Regions from separate parts of the Xenopus tropicalis genome. Here region 2 is linked to region 1. A link is a contact called in public Hi-C data. All regions are on one chromosome and are shown on one strand. Each heading gives the region's core, a stretch centred on a gene start, on an enhancer-like site or on the middle of the called end of the contact. The rest is flanking DNA. Distances are from core to core; before and after follow the strand shown.

Region 1 (6,568 bases), core at 2,494-4,993:
TTGTGCTGCTGCTGCTATTGTTTTTGTTTTTTCTTAAAGGACATGTCAACCCCAAAAATTAATTTTTTGCCTTATAAAAGAAAACATAATTCCAAGCAACTTTCTAATTTCGAATTTTTTGAAATTTTTTAATGCTTTAAAAGTTATTTGTAAATGTAATTGCTATTGAAAGCAGCATTTGCTGAACTCCTGGTTGGTTTTATTTAAACAATGTTGCAAATGCCAGTCTCCTCCAGCAAGACAGGTCTGTGTGCTGCCTTGTGTTACAATGTTTCGCCTTGTGTTACAATGTTTCAAATGCCAGATCCACCAGGACTGGCAAACACTACTTCTAATAGCAATTATATATACAAATAATTCAAAATACATTGCAATTTAGTAATGAAGGTATATTGCAAAGTTGCTTAGAAATATGTTTTCTTTTATTAGGCCAAAAATTGTATTTTGGGTTGACTTGTCCTTTAATGCAGCTCTTCTATATATGTTGCCTTTTCAGTCTGCATGAAAAGTAGCAGTTACTGCTGAGTCAGTGTTGGCGTTCTTTATAGGAAATATACTGCTACAGTTATGCCCTATAACACAGTGTCCCTATTTAATCACAGAAGAATGTGGAATGGATTGGCTGCTTACAATACTATTTCTCCTTGTTCGTAAAGCAGAACATGTTGACCTTTCTTGTGAGGTAGAGCACTTGTGTACACACACTCTTTATATTATAATGCCTGCAATTGTTCCAGGATTCTCTTCCGTCTTAAGTCTAAATTTTTATGGCTGCTGCCCGTTTCTGTTACTCCCCTTGGCAGAGATAAGAAGTCTTGCTGTTCTTTGCAGGAACGCCATGCTATCGCATAGTGGAAAAAAAAAAAGCCAGTTCCTGGAACCACACTATGAATCCTAGTAATAGGCTGCTGGCTATGTTGGAGGCGCTGTGTTCCAAGATTTCTGACTGGACATGGTAAATAAAGCACACTGACCTTGGAATCTGTTTGCTTAATGGTTCAGGCTTTATATTTTTCTCTTTAGGTAACTATGCCAGTTTAACCTAGTATCACCCCCTTTAGTGCATTTTGTTCCCTGAAACCTATGGCTTGCAGAGGATAGGTGGCATCACTGTAAACTCTCTGTATAAATTAGAGAATGAGTTTTGCTTTGCACCCATGCTAATGTTAGTGCTGCACAATAATAGTGTGTGGCTTGTTTTGCTTTGCTAAATCCCAGAAGCAGAAACAACTTGCACTTTGGCAAATGTCACGTTGGATGAAGGGGAATTTTAAACCTGAGGGGTGAGATATGGGGAATCCCTTGCTTAAACACAGTGCCAGCTGCTCTTTTCTGTCTGTGCAGTAACAAAAATCTATCTATGCAGCAGCCCCCTGTCACTCTAATGCACTCATTAGGCATGCAGCCCATAGACCTTGCACGCTCTTGTGATAAGCAGCTGTCGCTGAAGGAGCAGCAGGTCAAATGGTCAGGGCTCAATAGAAAGCATTAGCTGCCTGCTGCAGACTATGGATTATACCAAGCAACACAGCCCCCTTCTATGCAAATCTTATTGTGCACTGCTAACAAAAGGGATGACTACAGCACATTGGCAGCTTTCTGAATAGCCAATGTAGTGGGGTAAAACAGACTGCATTTCTACACATGCCCAAACAATAGGGGCCCAAACTGTGAACCAACAGCTATTACAAGACTATAGCTTTTTTTGTTTGGTTGTTTTGGGGGATGCTTATTATTTTGTTCATTTAGAAAATGTAGGTAGCTCAAGCGCTGGGCCGCAGGTATAAACACCCTACCAGATAAGCATAAAAACCAAAACAAATTAAAGTGAGATTTAAAATGATTTATTGAATGACAGAAAACAACATTTTAAATGCCAAGTTTCATCAAGAAAAGCACTTCAATTTGCAACAGTGTCAAAATGTTGAAAATACAGAAAGTCTTTTTTTTTTTTTACTATGTATTCTGGGTAGTAGACTGTAGTAGTAGACTGTAATAACCAATAACAAGCTGCAATGAACAGAATTCAGTCTCAGTTTGCAATCCAGAGCTATATAGTCCCAGACTCTTCCAATGTGTATATAAAGTTCATGTTTCATATCTCAGCAAACTCCAAAAGCAGATACAGAACAGGTTCTTTCCTTTAACCAGCTGCTTAATTTGCCTCATATCCATCTTAAAAGCTTCCATTTTTGCTTTTAGCACATGCAAAACTCCTCCAGCTCCATGGCATGACTGCCCCCCCCCCAGTGCTTTGGGAGGCTTCAAACTGGCACCAACCCTTCCTTTTACAGATCAGTCCATGTTAAGTTTTCCTCCTTACTCTTCTGCTCCACAAGAGCCAACATCTTTGCCAGTCTTGGCGACTTAATCTGACCTCAACCAGCGTAATCCACAGACTTCGGAATGCTGCTGGTCCATCCAGGTGCACAACACCATGATAATAATGCAGAGATTTTACAATCTAATGTAGAGAAAAGATGTTCACTCTGGCAGGGTGATACTGGGAACCCAGTCGTAGACTTTACGGCTTTCATCACAGAATATACCCAGTTTCTCCAGGGCTGGATCTTTCCAGGCATCCTCATTTGGATTCTGAGAAAAGAAGAGGAACAGAGACTATGAGAACACTGTGCTTACAAGAAATTGCACAAGTCACAGCCATGGGCACAAAGCCAAAACATTGCCGATAAGCAGGAACATGACACTTACCGTAATAAGGATGCAGTGCAGGTCCTTGGGCTCTGCAGACTCATCTGTTAAGCCTAGAATTTGAGCTACTTTTTCTGTGTCATTCAGCCTCACGATATTGATGTCATTTTCACAGCAGAAAGCTTGAATCAGAGTGAAGTGGATCTGAAGGGCTATATCACCCTCGTCGTACTCGTCTGCAGCCAAGATGCAGAAAGTGACACTATCTGGATCTCTGTAAAATCAAATTAAAAAAAAGAGAACATTAGTTCTGCTGCCAGCAAGCCTCAAGTGGGACTGTGTGTGGGCTGTGTTACATGCATGCATGAGTAAAGGGTGTGTGTGGGATCAGTGCAAAGGAGTGGGATACTTACACATTCATTACTTTGGCAGACTCATAGACTCCAACGGTCAGACACTCCTCTCTCTGGGCAGAGACCAATAGTTCATGCAGGGCTTTGCCAGCAGTTTGCATCCTACACAAGACAAATAAAAAGAAATGCATTTAGAGCCAGATCATAACTGAATATTTCTTTCCATATAACTGCAAGACTGGATGCTATGGCAGAAATCCCCACACTCCATAAAAGGAGCTTTAGCTAATGCCACCCACTCATGTTCCCCCATCTGCTAACTGCACATAGAGCTGCAGCTACTTCCCAATATGATCAATAATATTGCACTTTGGCTATATGCAACCAGTGAGTCCAAATCTCTGCACCCCTGGATCATAGCGCTTATTTCTGCGGTCATTTCTCCCTTACAAACGCTTTACTCTACTACGACCCTCCTGCAGAGCTGGGGTTGAACTACAAATCCCAGAATCCCGGATAGGCAGGCGGTAGATCCCTTAGAATAAAAGAAGGCGGAATTGGTATTCTGAAATTACCTGTCAGCGCTTTCAACAACGGTTTCTTGTCCGTGAACTTCTTCCAGAGTCATGATTTTCCGGGTAAGCCACAAAAATGTGAGTGCGAGAGACTTCTCAAATATCCACCAAAGGGTCCGGAAGAAGAAGAGTATAATATCCACAGTAGCTTCAGAGCAGTTAGAATCCCAAGCGAAGTGTGAGGAAACGGAGCGACTGAGCCGGTATTTATGCGCTGAGAGGCGTAGGCGGGGTCTGGTCTCACTCCTTTGCTCTGATTGGCCGGGCGGGGGAGGCATTGTAATGCTAATAGAGCAACAGAACGCGTGCCAGAAGGCCACGTGGGGGAGGAGACGAGGGGAAGGGGGGCAGTAGAAAGGAGGGGGGGGCAGTAGAAAGGAGGGGGGGGGCTCAGTAGAATGGCCGGCCGGTGGGCGCACTGGGTTTTTTTTTTTCTTTTACAATGACTCAAAGTCTGCCTGCTGCCCTTTGTCATGCTGTTGCCAGGCAGAATGGGGGTCTTATGATTTGGGCTTTGCACGAAATGGGAGAGAACATCAAAAAGATCCTTAAAACTTCAGATCTTTGCACTGTGTGTCACAAATGCACCAACGGCAACACATTGATTTGTTTCTGCTGTTCTGGGAACACTGACTATTTATTGGCTTGCTCATGAGCTGTGTGTGCAGGGGCAGCAAGCATCATCTGGGCACAGGGCTACAACTCATGGGCTCCATTAACCATGGCAGTGCTGGACAGGTGGGCCCTGTGGCAGGGTGCTCCATACAGGTGTGCTGGGCAGGGATATTATGCTCATTAGCAGGGAAGATCTGATAACCCTTACTTTAAGCAGACATCTGGCCTGCTGCTATTAATGCAATAAAGGCGATTTTAATGACCCTGCTAACGTGGGGGAAGGACGAGGCCCTGTATACAGATAATGGGGGCTGTGTTTGCGGCAGATTGCGAATGGCACACGCTGCTCGTTAGCATTTGTATAGAGGGGCTCACAATGGGGAGAGGGGCTGGCGTGTGGCAGTTTGCAGATCAGACAATCGCTCCCTTCTTCTCCTTACTAGGGACAGAGTCCACCTGCCGCTGGGGTGGGGTCCTGTAGAGGAAAGTGGGACACAAATGGATCTGACAATCTGTTCCACATCGCAGCAACCCCCCCAGCACGCTTCCAGGCTCTGATTGCTTTTTGGGGGATGCAAGGCTTACTTTAACCCTTTCTGCACGGTGCCTAATGCCTTTAGCCCTGTGCACAGCTTGCAGTATGCGCAGCTTCTTGTTAGTGAATTAGTCTTCTGTCCCCTTTAACTTCATAGGGGTCTCTGCAATGGTTATTGCTTTCTATACCCCACTGTTATCTCTGATCCTTACTGCACTTTCCTGGCTCCACACTAACCCCCTGTGCAAGTGGGGCAGGCAGGCAGTGTGTATCCTTACAGTACCATATTAATCTCGGGGGGCTGCATTGCAACATCGTTACTGAACTCATTCAGACACATGGAGAATGGGAGCAGACAGGACTAGACAGGGTGGAATGCACACGGCTGTAGCTGCAGTTCCAGACAGAGGAGCAGTCAGGAAAGGAAGCCAACTCTTGCACACTGGCACCCACTGCTACTTATGGCTTATTATATAAATCTGGGCCACCCGTCTCCTGCTCTACTGCAGCCCTCAGCCAAACAATGTCTGGCCGTCTGTCTGTCTGGCAATAGTGGCTGCAATCAACAGCAGCTGTAAGAAACACTTTACTGAAATGGTACCCTACTGTGCGTATATACACACACATATATATGTGTAGGGTTACCAGATCACTTAAACATTCAGGAGCACATTTAGCTAGAGGGGCTACACTGATTGCAATATAATTTTAATGCAATCAGTGCAGCACAGTAATGTGAATTTATTAAACGTGTCCCTGAATTTGCAATCGATCTGTAACCTTACAACATGGGGGCAGCGAATTATCTCTTGGCTCATCAGTGTACTTCCCTGCAACCCTGATGCACTGTGTTCTAAGGAACGCAAGGTAGTGTTTATCGTGTTATCTATTTATCGTAAGAGTGTGTAGTCATACATAACGGGATCTGTAAGCAAAGACCACGAACTCCGGAGGGTAAAGTTTACCTGAGTGCAGAGTATTCCCAAAAGTATCAGTCAATACTGGGTACGGCATGTACCGGCAATTTGGTCGCTTATTCTGTTCAGCAGCGCCACCTAATGGGCATAAGGAATTGCGCACCATTGACCACAGGTAACCTTCCCGTGCATAAACACTTGCTCTCATATGTCCTGAGATCACTTGCAGCCAGGACCGAGCAATAATAACCCGTGAGCAGCAATCTGGCCAGCAATATGAGCAAAGAGGCTAATAACAGTTTGTAGCCAGCAGAAATTCCCAGCCTCTATACAATGTATAGTGAGACGTGAGCTGCCCAGTGACTCATTCCCAGGAATGCTGCTGTACACGGGCGCAGTGGCTTTATAAAATCGCCCATAATAGCTTTCTTATGTGTCATCTAAATTCTATAGCCATGTATTATTAATGGGAATGAGTGCCCTGCAGTATCTGAATAAACAGAAGAAGAGTCTGCTGTAAGGTTTCTGCTCTAGCAGAAATCAGGGAAGGGATGTTAGCTCACATGCCAAGGCCTACATCGCTGGAAAGAAATACCCAGGGCCGGATTTGTCTTCAGGGCGCCCATAGGCCGCCCCCGTTGATCCCCCCCCCAACGTGCATGCGCGAACAACCGCTCGCCCCCCCCGCCCTCCCCCCCTCCGCCCGCGAGCGCGCATGCGCATACATTTAAAGTCCCATACGGAGCAGTGGGGAGAAGTTCCCACTGCTCCGTATGGAAGAAAACTTTAAAAATTCAGTTGCGGCGGGGAGGCATGCCGCCCCTACATTTCTGCCGCCCTAGGCCCGGGCCTTTGTGGCCTCTCCACAAATCCGGGCCTGGAAATACCTGCTGTTACTCTGGTTTACAGACACAAGTCTTT
Region 2 (6,568 bases), core at 3,009-5,508, 76 kb before region 1:
TTTTCACAAAAAATTATTTGTGCACACCACAATTTGTTGTGCCCGGTGGCCTGAAAATCTGTGTGCTCGTGCAGAGAACAGCTTAGAGGGAACATTGATTGTGATTACATTTGTTTTGGAGAGGAGAGAATAACAGCAAACCTAGGAAAACAGGTTACCTAAATGTTCTCCAAAAAGCAAATGACCTTTTTATATTCCGAATAAATATTTGCTCTAGAAATGATGTATGCATTATAGAATGCTAAGTAGAACTGTATAAAACAATGGATGCTTTATTAAAAAAATTACACTAAATATAGGTTTATAGCTATTAACCTGACAAAGAAATACACCCAACCATGAGTCACGTACAGCAATGTGTACTGATGTTTAATATAGGCAAGCACGCTTATAGTAACTTTATACTGTAGTAAGTTGCAGAAATGTAAACCTTCATGGCATTAAAACCTCAGGAAAGTATGGTTAATTGAATATTTCAGGTACACAAGTTACATTAGTCTAGTCTAAGGACAATTTTCTTTTAGAGCTAGTAGGACATTAAATAGCAGCCATTTTTAAACAAAATTTTAACTGTTTAAGACGGGTAGCCATTTTAGTATTATATTGCCTTTTGGTGGCTGGGTGTTCATATTGATATTTTTGCAAATGTTGTGACCAAAAACTCTGATTATCCATATTATCTGAAGGTGTATTTGTTAAGAAAACAATATTACTGAATGCATAATGTAGAAAGAATTATATACCAATATAATTTTCTGCCCTTATGCATGGATAAATGTATCTGAGTGTATGTGTATATATCTTTTTTCCTTATTGCCTGCCAGGTAATAGCACTCTTAATACAGGATAGAGATGATCTATTAACAGCTGAAAATTACACCAGTGCAGCTCCCAACAGCAACCAATTTATTTTTTGCTTTTATACATCATATTATAACTTATAGTAGTCTAATCAAAATGTATTGCTGATTGGTTGCTGTGTGCACTCCCTGCACTAAAATGCAGTTTAAAGTTGGCAAAGTTTGCATAGCAACATGGTTAGAACCCTAATGCATGTCTGCAGCTTTGTCTATATTAATGTTTATAGTCTGCCAATAAATATAAACAGTTCAATTTTCTTACCTTCTGGGAATGGAAGTTTATACTTTGCACACCTCCACAGCACCAGCACCCTAGCAATTTTTTTTAAAACTAAGAAGCATACACCATGACATGGGGTAGAGGGATCCAACCGTCAATCTGTTGAAGATTGCTGGGTGAATGTAATGAAAAATCAGGAACAATGTGAACAATTAGTTGTTTACAAACTAGCTGTTTGAACATTTTTTCTTTTGCACAAATTCAATATAGCTTTGGTAAAGCCACTATAGTATTTAGCGACCCACAGTAGTGTAACTACTTGGGGAGTAAGGGGTATGAATGCACCAGGACCTGTTCCCCCCAGTGGGGCCCATTGGGTGACACTGCATAATAACTGTGTAGTTCCATGTAAATTTCTGTTCTTATGACTTTATGGCTTTTATTACATTTCCTCATACCTGATTACATTTACTGAACTGGTTGGGAAAAGGATATAAAACACACACCCTGTTCAAAATAGCACTTCTAAGAAACTTAGATATCAAGTAATTTTTTTCCCCAAAGATTAACACTGTCACAGTTTTATAACAGGTAACAATAAAATCCAGCTTTATAATTGTATTCAAGTGAAATGCTTGGGGCAATGCCAGCTTAAGGTGGCCAGGCTCACAATTAAATGCAGGAAACATATTCAGTTTCACAAGTCATGCTGGTTTTCTTGCAGATTAGCACAATGAATTTTCATAGAAATCTAGTGTTAAATAGAATTTCTGATCACCTTATGCTAGCTGCCCTGGGACTACAATTAGCCATGCTGCATTAACAATTCTAGGAATTGCCTTTCAGCAGCAGGGTAGGGCTGCAGGCTGACTGGATCACAAGAACTAACCTCTAATCAAGAATATTCAGTTCATTCTGATCAAATGGTGGCACAAGCAACAATCTAAACTGGCTGCAAGTTATCTGTTTCTTGTGTGTCAAAGCTGTCTGGAAATGCTGCTGCTAGTTGATGATTTATAATCATTACATTCAAATAAGCAGTTGCAAACCACTGTAATGTGTGAAAATGTTGCTTGAGTTTTCCTAAATCCTTTATAATGTATCTTCCGCATCAGAAAACTGGCTAGAATGGAATAGTATTTAAAATTGGAATATTTCTAATGAGCTACCTTGTTCTGTAACCCTCAATCTGCAGGTGGGGCAAAAACATATGTTGGTGTGTTTTAAGGCCTTCTAAAGGCTTCTAATGCAATGCGCAAATGCTTTGATGAACTGACCTCTCAAAAACCCAATATTTGCAAAAAAAGAGAAAGAAACCTGCATGTCAGAGTGAGACTTTGATGAACAGAACCTTTTATGTTCAAAGAAAAAGTATACTAGACAGCAAACAGGTGTCTGCGCTGGCTGTTTTTACTTGTCCTGACTCATAGATTCTGTGTAGTTTCAACAAAATCCATGGACATTCTGCAATAATTAGAGCATATGGTGAACGCTACACCTGCCTGTGCTTAGCACCTGCTTTGCCTGTTGAAAGAGGAAGCTTGTCTGCTATACATTACAGGCCAGAGGGCAAAAGCATATAACACTATTTACATACTGGACATCAGCCACGTGCCTGGGCTCATGTGGGTGCTTTCAAGATTAGCAGATCAGCAGGAGGCAGAGGATGTAGTGGACAAAACAAGTTTACCAATTCCCCTCCTCTTTAATGAAGCCCTGAAAGAAAATTATCCTTCTGGTGCTACAAAAGGAAATGTAACTAAATGGTGCTATAAGGCATACTTTTATACAAGGGGTTGTTACGATATAAGATACCTGCTACCTGAATTCAGCTTTCCAGCAAAAAAGCAGACTCACCAAGAATACTTGCAGAAGGGTCTTAAAGGACATGTCAACCCCATAATTCTAAGCAACTTTCCAATATGGACATTTTTAGGGCTTTAAAAGTTGTTTGTAAATGTAATTGCTATTAAAAAAACAGCATTTGTTTGACTCCTGGTTAGTTATTTTAAAACAATGTTGCAAAGGTCAGTCTCCTCCAGAAAGGCAGGTCTGTCAATCTGCTGCCTTGAGTTAAGGTGGCCACACACGTGGCAATCTGCGACCGTCGGTCGCACGAAAGATCGTCAGACCAGCCACTAACCTTCAGGGCTGAAACAGCAGATAAGGAGGTAGAAACAATATGATTTCTACGTCCTTCTGCCGATTCAGCCCTGACGGCAGATTTTGCTCAGGTGCCTTCTATGGCGCCCAACAATGTTTCAACAGTCTGAGTCACCAGGGTAGAGAATAGATAAGAACAGGCAAACACTGCTTTTAATGGCAACTATACATACAAAAAATACCTTAGAACCTTTAAAAATTTGCACTGAATGTATATTGCAAAGTTGGTTTTCTTTTATTGGGCAAAACATTTAATTTTGGGTTGACTTGTCCTTTAAACAAATGAACAGACAGAGATCAAATATGTAAATTCTGTGTTTCTGAATTTACTGAAAAACAAAGAGAAAATGATAATGAACAATAAAGCCCAATAGTGCATCCAGAACTTTGACTTTTGAAATTCTTAAACAGTGCAAATGGCATTCTTGAAATGATTTGTTTCTAATGTTACAAATGGCATATTGGTGTTGAGGTACAGCACCATTTTTGAAAGTTAATGAAAGTTTAGTCATTTGCATATTTCAGGGATCTTCCCTGAATTATGTATATGACTGTATGGAGCAAATATGCTTGTAGAGGTGCTTGCCTCATAATAATTAATGGAAGGCCAACTTAATATGTTAGACTTGAGCTTTTTAATTTTAGGGTCTTTATCTAAAGTGACATATTTATAATACTTATTTTATAATGGGTCTCTTATTGTGTATGGTTCATTTTACATAATGTTTTATTTCAAAGGCTTAGCAGAGAACAAGTGCAGTACACATGGTACATTCTGCCTAGTATAACATGTGCTTCTTCTTGTTTAGTGGTGTTCTCTAAGGAGAATTCAGCTATTAGCGCTTGCCCTTAGGCTTTACACTAAACTCAGACAAACTCATTCCCATCTGTCACAGTATCTGGGGCATCTCTGTCGCATAATTGGGCAAGGCTTGAAAAGACTGTATAGACTAGGCCATGTGGTAACCCTGCAGACTAGAGGAGAAAAGAGGGGGGTAGTAGAATGGGATGGTGTGATATGACACTCCAAGCCTTAGTTAATCACGGCAGCTGATATCTGGAGTGGGCTGTGGGCTACACATCCACTTATACTAGAAAGGCTACCCAAGATAGCCTACAGCTGCAATCCCAAATTCAGAGGAGTCCCTTTAATTTGCAACAGGGATTAACGTTTCCTCATTTGGCCCCAATGTGGTTACAAAGGCAACAGGCAGATCCATTGTAAAACCATTAGCAAAGAACAATAGAAAGCTGTCAGGATAATCAGAGTGAATAGAAGAATAGAAGTTGACTTGTGCCAGAGATCCCTCTTTTAGCTTATTATTCATGGCAGCAGATGGAGTGTGGCCTAGTTGCTGGGCAGAAACCTAACATATTTTAAGGGGGGTGGTTCCTTGAAGCATTTCTAAAAGAGTACATTCTTCTTCTCCTCGCCAATAGCAAGGACAATGAAACAAAACTGACTATTCAGTGCTCTTTATGGCTGGTGCATAATTTTTACTTCAGAATTCTCTCCTTCTGTGTCAAACCAAAAAACATAATGCATGAGTAATTTTTTGTATTCCATTACTCCTGTTTAGTTGAGTATTAAAATCATATGCAATATTAAACCAGAATACTTGGAACATGTTTCAGACTGGAATGTGTGTATATCTGGTATATCTTCTGTATGGAATGTACTTTTTATATGCTGAGTGGCTGCCTTAAAGCTTTATTGTGCTTTTAATAGCTACTTGTCTGTGACACCTAGTTACTTGTTGAAAAATACATATTTAGTTTAAACTGATTTTTTTGGTCAAATTATATGGAGCATTCACAAAGGCATGAATTTTGATTAAAGTGACCTTTATTGATATTGATGCAGAATATCTTGAGAGATCCTCTTCCTTCTATCTTCGCAACACTTGTGCATATGCCGTAGAGTAAAAAGCTGGCTTCTCTACTGTGCATGCGCCAGCCCTGGGATTCCAAAGATAGATGAGAGAAGGAAAAAGATCACTCGTTCACAGCTACCCCGGGCTGGTGCTGTTTTCTCCTAAAAGGAGCACCAGCCAGGGGTATAAGGTAATCTATTACAATCACTGGGGCACCTAACATTTTGGCACCCATTTTCCTTCTCCTTTAACATTGGAGTCAAACATCACCAGTGATGTTGCCCATAACAACCAATCAGATCTTTTTTTCTAACTTGTAAGTGACAATTTAAATCTAGTTGCTGATCGGTTGCTATGGACAACATCACTGATGATGTTTGTCTGCATTGTTAATAAATATGCCCCATAGAGTCCCAGTTGTGTGCGCTGCAGAGTGATTCAGGAAACTCACTACCTTCAAGGAGAGAACAGACTGGTGTTTATAATTGTTGACTGTATAGAGTAATCTACAGGTGCAGCGCTTTAGGTGTAGGGAAAGCATAAAAATGAGCATAGGTGCAGGCACTATGTCTATAGCATTTGTTATGGGGACAATTCTGTTTTTGTATGCATTTTGAACCTGTTATGACCTAAGTGGGTTTTGAACAAATGCTAGAGTTAACCAAACCTTACCATCTTTATTTGCTCAGAGACAGATAATGCACGTGATTGTATTAGACATCATTGAGCTGATTCAGCCCTACTTCCTTTAAATGTTTTTTTAGCATATTTAAAGATTTATTTCAGGGCTAATGGTCTAAAAATATTCTTTTCAGATAGTGACATATATTACATATTAACTAAAGACCAGCTATGGGCCTGATAAAAGTAAGCCTATTAATAGTGTTTGTATGGCAATGAGCAGCTCTATGCAAAGTAAACATCAGTGCTGCCTGCAAACCTTTCTCAGCTCAGTACCTGAGAATTACAGAGTCTGTGAGGGAGCCCAGTGCGTACCTGCAGCATATAGCAAACAATTTTGTTCCATTCTAATTCTGCTACTTTCCATGACATGAGTAACGTTGGAACTTGACCCGCCCTTCTCCCAACCAACAACCCCCTTTTACCTCTTTACTTACCATCCCCAATAAACACACAGACACCAATTCTTGGGATAAAAATGGCCGCAGAAAATTTATTAACAACAAGTGAAGTTTTAATTTAAAACATAACATAAATAACAAATGTGAAACAACATCTCAAACATAACACAAATGTTTGTATAACAAACAAATCAACTTTTAAATAGCCAAACACTGTAACAATCCAATAACTGCGCAGCGCAACTGGCGCTACCAGCTGCCCTTCTGGCCCGGAACCAACTACCCAACAAAACTTACCTCCTAATCCACTTTCTTACCCCTGAGGTTCCAAGCATGCCAGCCCCACTTAACTATAAAACTCCCCTCCTA

Evidence for each region. A called contact is a pair of places that touch in the nucleus more often than the background predicts.
Region 2: a contact with region 1 is called in a Hi-C map of neurula embryo, with 2.2 times the contacts expected there. The contact joins the enhancer-like site here to the promoter of gadd45g in region 1. A contact is called at or near these places in 5 of 5 Hi-C or Micro-C datasets (brain, gastrula embryo, liver and 2 more).

What each region holds. Positions count from the first base shown.
Region 1 is chr1:138,046,358-138,052,925 of UCB_Xtro_10.0, reverse strand. It overlaps gadd45g (growth arrest and DNA damage inducible gamma), which reads right to left and starts at 3,743. Exons shown (of 4, transcript NM_001004986.1): 1 at 3,581-3,743; 2 at 3,066-3,167; 3 at 2,713-2,926; 4 at 1,829-2,595. The coding sequence starts at 3,633. The coding sequence ends at 2,485.
Region 2 is chr1:138,122,866-138,129,433 of UCB_Xtro_10.0, reverse strand. No RefSeq gene overlaps it. Among named protein-coding and RNA genes, the nearest start is that of gadd45g, 77 kb to the right of the region's middle. Within about 2 kb of position 4,258, at least 1 of the 11 cell types and tissues checked has an H3K27ac peak or open chromatin away from gene starts, as enhancers often do. A contact at or near this core is called in neurula embryo, where this site is marked.